2 separate regions of the Gossypium hirsutum genome follow, and region 2 is linked to region 1. Evidence: chromatin contacts called from public Hi-C data. All regions are on one chromosome and are shown on one strand. Each heading gives the region's core, a stretch centred on a gene start, on an enhancer-like site or on the middle of the called end of the contact. The rest is flanking DNA. Distances are from core to core; before and after follow the strand shown. Region 1 holds the start of LOC107961550 (expansin-A23). Region 2 has its middle 16 kb from the start of LOC107959768.

Region 1 (4,192 bases), core at 546-3,045:
CTAATTAATGAGCAGGAACTTACTGGACAGATGGAAGTGGGCTTTAACTCAGAAGACTACCTAATTGAAATGATAGATGGGAAGAAGAGGCAACACACGCTAAAAGTACAACCAACTATTTTTGTAATTAATGATTCACCGGATTTGGGAGGTAATAATGAGATATTGGCTGTTGCTAGAAAACAGGCTAGCTGGATGTAATACAAATTTTAAACGAATTCATTATAATATACATTGTATCGATATCACTAGATTTATCTTAATTAAACGAAACAAAACAAAAATTAAAAATAATGTATAAATTATAATAATCTATTTAATTTTTATATTCAACATTTTATAAATTTGAAAAACGGGTCAAATTCAACGTAGACTTTGAATATCAAAACTAGACCTTAGCTTATTTTTAAATGGACCTTTTTTGTCCTAAGTTTACTTTTAGATAGACCTGATAATCGGCTGGGATCAAGTTGGGCCAATGTTATATCAACAATGTCCTTTTGTTACAAAAATCGTTAATTTGATATGTTAAATCTTATGTGACATAATTTAAAATAAAAATTTTAAAGAAAAATAAATGCAAAAATTTTGATTTTGAAGTTTCCGAAGCTTTTGTAAACGACTAGTCATAAAATGTGTTCTATTCTTATAACAAAAGATTGAACCCTTGACTACATTGTTAAGAAATAAGATGAATAATTACCACACCACACCTTATGGTTGCATAGAAATACAATTATATATAAAAATTATATGGAAAATAATAAAAATGAGTAAGTAAATTTAATAAAATTTCTATATAAATAAATTTGATAAAATGAATTTAAAAAGGTAACACACCTATAGTAATTAACCAGACTTTGTTAGATATTTATATTTTATTAGCTATTTATATTTTATATAAAATATTGTTATAAATAGTAATTTAATTAATCTCAACAGGTGTTATGCAACTGAGGCGAGGTATGCTGATTACGGTGGAGTTTTTGAATTTTTTAGTATCCAAGTTTTGGTAGCATGCGTAATTGTAATATGTAAGTCTCCACTCTATCATATACGTATATTAGGAGTGGATTTTGTCTGATTTTTATTCTATTATATTTTTTACTAATTTGATTTTATATTATACTTGATTGAATTTGTATTTGTAGTTGTACTTGTAGTTCATAATGGATTTGGTTTTTTTGGCATAATAATTTTTTTGGCCCTCCAATTTTATAAAAAAGTCATTTTAGCCTTCTATATTTATTTATTTTTGTATTTTATAGCTCTTAAATTAGTATTATTTGTCAAATCACCTCAAAATACATGCCACATCAACAAAGCTAATAAACGTTAATTTTTCTATTCATTTTTAGACGATTTAATAAGCAATGCAAATTTAAAGACTAAAAGAAACAAAAAAAAATTAAATAAATAGGTAATGAATTAAACTCTAAAAAAAAGTGTTACAAAATCATATCAGTTAGTAACGAAATCCTTAATTAAATAATTAATAGATTTTTTTGGGGGGTGATATTGAGTTAATCCCTTTCTCAGGTAATTAGCGAATAACGTAACGGAAACATAGTAGAAGAAAAAACTGGGCTGGTTGTTTCCAAATTCATAAAAAACATTAGATTATTTTCCATAATTTCTTAATTCCTTTACATTAGTTTTGCTGTAATTACCAAAACCATCGTTTTAGCTTAAACGGGTTAAATTAAAGTCTCATAATTTATAAATTTCCTTTCCTTCTATAATTCCTTTTGACCTATATTTATCTGTCAGTTCTTGGCCCCAGTTTTTCATCAAAATAATAAAAATCTTTTTGCAGCAATGGCTACCCTGAAGCTTTTCTTTTCATTTCTCATGGTTACAGTTCATTTGATTTCATCCATGGCGGCCAATAGGCATATGCTTATGGGTAATCAAATGATTGACTCAAACTGGTATGATGCCCATGCAACATTTTATGGTGATATGAGTGGTGGTGGCACCATGCGTAAGTATATATATTGTGTTTTGGTTATTGCAACATTTTATGCTTTGCATTGCGTATGTCGAGATTTAAATCTTGAGACCGTGTTTGATTATTGCAGAGGGAGCTTGCGGATATGGTGATCTATTCAAGCAAGGGTATGGACTCCAGACGACAGCACTAAGCACAGCATTGTTCAATAATGGTCTCACCTGCGGGGCTTGTTTCGAGATCAAGTGTTTCAATGACCCTCAATGGTGTTATCCGAAAGCCGGCTCTATCATAGTGACCGCAACCAATTTTTGTCCTCCCAATTACTCGAAACCGGATGGGAACTGGTGCAACCCACCATTAAAACACTTTGATCTATCAAAGCCGATGTTCACTAAGCTAGCGTATTACAAAGCCGGGATCATCCCGGTCAATTACCGTCGTGTCTTGTGCTACAAGAAAGGTGGGGTTCAATTCCAAATTAAGGGAAACCCTTACTTGACATTGGTGTTGTTGTACAACGTAGGAGGAGTTGGTGATGTTAAGGATGTTAAAATCAAAGGGTCGAGTACCGGGTCGTGGTTGCAGATGAGCCGCAATTGGGGTGTGAATTGGCAGACGGGAACAAAGTTAGTGGGGCAAGGCTTATCGTTTCAGGTGACTACTAGTGAAGGGAAAATGATTGTGTTCGATAACGTTGTGCCAGCTAATTGGCAGTTTAATCAAGTATTTGATGGGAAAAAGAACTTCTAGGACATCTTTTTTTTTTTTTTTGGTTTTTAAGGTAGTTTATAGTTTAGGGTTTTGATTGGTGCATGCCCTAAGCGTGCATGTTTGTTTTATATAAAACAAGAAATTTAATAAACATAATTGCAAATTTTGAGATAATGTTGCCCAAAATTATCCTGTTTCATTCACATGTTATTAAAATGTTTAGTCTAACACTTGTTTTCTTACAACTTACATGCAATTACACAAGATTAAGGTTTTGTGTGGTTATACAAAATATCATATTATTACACTAATTATTACATTAGAGAAATTTCTAAAGGCTTTCCATCTCTTTGTGACTCGAGTATTTAAGATTCTGAATACTTAATATCAAATGTTTTGTAGACAATATAAACTAGATTGATTAAATTCAAAAAGTAAATCTCAATTGTATTTATGTTCGCTCTTAATTTAATTAAAATCAAATTTTTTTTCATTAAAGAAATATAGAACACAGTATTTTTTCATTAAAAAATTAATACAAATGGAATAAAATAAATTGAAAAAATTATTTGTTATGTTATTAGTGAAAATATTACACTACATGAATAGAGCGAGTGTAGTAAAAAAATATTAAAAAATGGATACATTGTAGTATCAAGTAGAACTAAATTGTTTTACTGCAATAAATTCTACGTTACTAACCAGAGATTAATTTTTAAAAGTAAACATAATAAAAAAATAAATAGAAAGAAATTCATAGAATTTATGGAATGTGCTTAAATTGTAGCATTTTTATTAAAGGGGCTGAATTATACGGGCTAACATTGGACCATTGCAATGCATTAGTTTCAAAGCTTTAGCCAACCTAACCTTCGGCCTTTCAAGTCATTCCCAACAAAAGCTCAGGACTTCTTAAGTATGAGTTGGGTCTGACTTTAACTAAATTAATTTAAAGCTTGAGTTATCACTTAATTTGAAATGATATGAATTTAAGATAAATATTTTTTTAATTTGAATTAATCTTGATTACTATTTAATTCAAAAGATTTTATTTGATTTAAGTTTGGATTACAAGATGTTTACTCAAGATTCATTCTAATTTTTCTCTGTCACTTTTCCATGTACATATTATGGTACATGATATTTAAAAAAAAAACAAATTATAGTTGCTCCTTTCAATAATATCATTTCTATGATTCAAATATGAGTATATTATCTACAAAATAAGATGATACATAAAGATTGCTAAGGGTCTGCTAGTATAGCATGCCTGTTCCTGTCTGTTAAAATAGCACGTCTGTTTTCTTTTTCCTAGGTTTTTTTTTCGATTAGGGTGAAATTTGGGGTGCGTTAATAGAGTTTTATGATAATGGAGGAGTTGATGAATCTTAATATCGTTTATGAAGAAAAGGTGCCGCTACAATTTCAAAGGCATACAAAAGTGGTAGAGGAAGATTATAGGTTCTGTTTGGTGGGGCGAGTACTAACAAATAGTGTGGTACATTTTCCGTCTATGAGGAATACTTT
Region 2 (4,192 bases), core at 614-3,113, 230 kb after region 1:
ATCCAAGAGTACAATTACACCCAAGAAAAGTTATAGTACCCCTATGACGTCTGTTCGAAAACAATTAAGGAATCTAAGGAGGACTCCAAAACTATCTAAAATCTAAACTCTAAAATCAAATGGAGAAAGAATCTTAAAATCTAATAAAAACATCTAAAAAATTATAAATGAGAAAGAAAGCTATAAAAAGAAAAAAAAAAACTTAACAAATCTAAATTTGGTTCAATGCCTAAATTTTAATTTAAAGTTTAAAAATTAAAAAAATTAAAAAATCCTAAAATATAATTTTAATACCTAATTTTAAGATCTTAATTAAAAATATAATTGGTTGCAAAAATTAAAAAATCTAATTAAAAATGAAATATTAAATCCGAAAGACTTAATTTAATTTTTAAAAGAAATAAAACCTTAAATGTAACTTAACATAAAAATTTTTAAAACCTACAATCTAAAAGTCCTAAAATCTAATTTCTAAAAATTTAATCAAGAGAAACCTAATATTTAGATCCGAGATCCAAAAATGAACTAATTTAAATTTAAAGTATGAAAATAAAAAATAAACTAACCAACTATAGAGAAAACCACAAATAATCCTAATACTTAAATTAAGACACAATGTCTAATCAAATCTAAAATGATAAATACAGTAAATAACAAAATGCCAAACAACAAATTCTAAAATAGTAAGTAGAAATAAAATATGAGAATTACCATGGGATATAATACAAATCTAACATTACTTCTAAAATAGAAAGTAAAAATAAAATATGAGAAATTACCATGGAATAAAATACAATCTAACATTACTCAAACAAAATAAAGCAATATACCACATTTCACAATTATCCAACCAAGAAAAACAACATTTAAACAATAATTAAAGCAAAAAGCAATCTAAAATTTAAATACAATAAAGTTTAAAATCGAATCAACAATCAAAACAACAACAATAATAATAAAACGGAGAAATCTAAATAAAAAATGAAATTAAAAAAGGATTTAAAATCGAAATAAAAAACGTACGAAGCAAAGGACCTATTTGGCACTTAATTTGCCTGAAATTTCAAAATCTGGGAGAAACCAAAACCAAAGGGACGAGAACTACAATTAGCCCATGCGGCGATCCTTTTCTGCTGATGGCAGGATTTAGAAGGAATTATGTAGAAAATATCCCTTTATATAACCCTATAAATAACCCTAAAACACCAAAAAAAAAAGAGAGAAATGTAAATCAATAGGATAAAATAAATTAAAATAAAAAATGAGATTAAAAAAAGATTTAAAATCAAAACAAAAAATGTAAGAAGCTGAGTACCTATGTGGCAATTAATTTGCCTGAAATTTCAAAATTGAGGAGAATTTAAAAGCAAACGGACAAGAGCTGCAATTAGTCCATGCGACGATCCTTTTTTATAAAAGGCAGGAGGTAGAAGGAATTATGTAGAAAATATCTCTTTATATAACCTTATAAATAACCTTAAAACACCAAAAAAAAAAGGAGAAATCAAAATCAATAGGATAAAATAAATCAAAATAAAAAATGATATTAAAAAAGGATTTAAAATCGAAATTAAAAAAAATGTAAGAAGAAAAGTACCTATTTGGCAATTAATTTGCATGAAATTTCAAAATCGGGGAGAATTCAAAAGCAGGGAGACAAGAACTGCAATTAGTCCATGCGGCGATCCTTTTCTGCAAAAGGCGGGATGTAGAAAGAATTATGTAGAAAATATCCCTTTACATAATGTTATGGAATGGTTTTCATATTTTCATATTTTTGTTATTTCTGTTAAGTCTCTTGTGCTGTACGCTGCGTTTTATCTCATTTCTATTCTGGTGAAATGGTGCGGTTTTAGTATTAGTTAAATGATGTGTTTTGGTCTATTGTATGGTTTGTACGAGTTGTTATTTGGTTTCCATATATACTTGACAAAAGGAACATAAAAATGGCTATGAAAAGTTTAAGACAGAATTTCCAGTACTCTCTCTTATTCTTCTATCAATCTTTCTTCTCTTTTCTCTTTTGGGTTCTCTTCTCTTCTTCTATATATTTTTTATTCAGATTCTTTCCATGACAAAGGTATTAGAGCCTTGTCGATTTTCATGACTGTGGAGGGAGTGACTACAAGAATTCAGAAGGAATTTGGCATGATGCACGGAGAACTCACTCAATTACAGGTTCAATTTTCTCAGCTTGATGCATGGATTAATGCACGTCTAAAGGATTTGCAGGAGGGAATTAAGTCTGAGATTCGTTCAGAGGTAAGATCTGAACTTCGATCTAAACTTCATTCTTTATTTGAACAGTATTTTGGGCAAAACCCTCCAGCTACGGTTACAGGTGTGATGAGTGGTAAAGGGAAGGGTATTTTAGGTTCTCCTCCTGGTTTTCCGGCAAAGGAACACCTCATGGTATCGCCTATGCAAATCTAGGCCATTCGATATGTCCTCGCGAGGAGGAAATGTGGAAGTTGGAAATACTTCTTTTCGAGTGGATTGTCCACATTTTGATGGTAGTAATTTTAGAGTTTGGTGGTCTAAGTTGGAACAGTATTTCGAGGCAGAAGAAATAGGTGAACATGCTAAAGTTAGAGTGGTTATGTTGCGTTTGGAAGGAAAGGCATTAGACTGGCATCATTTCTTTGTGCAAAGACATGGAGGGTTGCATTAGTTAACTTGGGAGATGTATGCTAGAGGAATTAAGGAACGTTTTGGAACTGATTCCTTTCTTGATCCCATGACCGAGCTGGTAACACTTAAACAACATGGAACTGTTGGCCAGTTCCATGATGGATTTTTTAGTTTGTTGAATCAGTTGTACTTACATGAATCGTATGCTTTAAGCATATTCATCAACAACTTGAAAACTGAAATAGGGCAGTATCTCAGGCTATTTAAGCCGCAGACGTTGGTGGAGGGTTATAATTTAGCTTGGCAGGTTAAGAATATTGTGTTGGGACCAGTGAAGAAGGGGTTTACTGTTGGTAGTGCAAGTAGTTCGTCACGACCTCTGTTTCCTATTTCAAGAGGGCAGCAAGGAACGTGGAACTCTCCTTTAGCAGGGGGTTGGTGAATGGTAGTTTAGGATAAAGAGTTCCATCTAAGTCCTTGTCACAAGCGGAGTTGGAGGATAGAAGGAAGAAGGGCCTTTGTTTTTGGTGTGACTCGAAGTATTCACCTGGTCATAAATGCTCTAAGTCTCAATTGTATCAACTTATTATTGAACCAGTATGGGAACAAGGTTCTGATATGAAGAGTTCCTCCTTTGAAGAATTTTAGGATTTTTCCAATCAATTGGACTTAGTCGATTCTATTCCAGCGAGTCTTGTATTGTCCTTACATGCTCTTTAGCGGTTGCAAGGCCATAACACTATGAGGTTTCCAGCAGTTATTGATAACACTGAGTGACTGCATTGGTGGACTCAGGTAGCACATACAATTTTATCGATCTTAAGGTGGCTAAAAGGTTGAATTTGGTAAGAAGTATATTGTGAGTGATGGTAGCAAATGGGGTTCGGTTATCTACTCAGGGTATATGTAGAGCAGTTTCCTGGGAAGCACAAGGATACAAATTAACACTGAGTGACTGCATTGGTGGACTCAGGTAGCACATACAATTTTATCGATCTTAAGGTGGCTAAAAGGTTGAATTTGGTAAGAAGTATATTGTGAGTGATGGTAGCAAATGGGGTTCGGTTATCTACTCAGAGTATATGTAGAGCAGTTTCCTGGGAAGCACAAGGATACAAATTCACCTCTGATTTCTTAATCTTATCAGTAAAGGGATTTGATTTGGTTCTTGGTATTCATTGGTTGCTATCTCTTGGGCCGATTATATGGAATTTTTCCAATTTGACCATGAAGTTCACTCATATAGGATAGGATTGCAATTTAAAGGGTACATTACCAGATTCATTTCAACTTATTTCCAGCAGTCAACTTTCCAAATGTTTGAGTTTGGTGGGTAATAGACCAAGTCCTATGCTATTCACTTCTTGTGATCAGGCTGCCCTCACAATGCAGCCAGCTCAATTGCCACCTGATTTACAAGATTTGCTAGATGAATTTACGAATATATTTCAGGTTCCAATCGATTTACCTCTTGCTAGATTGCGAGATCACAGGATTCCCCTGATCGATGAGTCTAAAGTTGTTAAAATACACCCCTATCGATATCTAGCAGTTCAAAAAA

The links. Hi-C and Micro-C count contacts between places; a contact is called where the count stands out from the background.
Region 2: a Hi-C map of leaf shows a contact between it and region 1, with 1.9 times the contacts expected there. The contact joins the enhancer-like site here to the promoter of LOC107961550 in region 1. A contact is called at or near these places in 5 of 34 Hi-C or Micro-C datasets (hypocotyl, leaf and seedling).

The regions. Positions count from the first base shown.
Region 1 is chrA05:102,728,798-102,732,989 of Gossypium_hirsutum_v2.1, forward strand. LOC107961550 (expansin-A23) reads left to right here and starts at 1,796. Exons shown (of 2, transcript XM_016897658.2): 1 at 1,796-1,984; 2 at 2,082-2,839. The coding sequence starts at 1,819. The coding sequence ends at 2,704.
Region 2 is chrA05:102,957,723-102,961,914 of Gossypium_hirsutum_v2.1, forward strand. No RefSeq gene overlaps it. Among protein-coding and RNA genes, the nearest start is that of LOC107959768, 16 kb to the right of the region's middle. Within about 2 kb of position 1,864, at least 6 of the 9 cell types and tissues checked have an H3K27ac peak or open chromatin away from gene starts, as enhancers often do. A contact at or near this core is called in leaf, where this site is marked.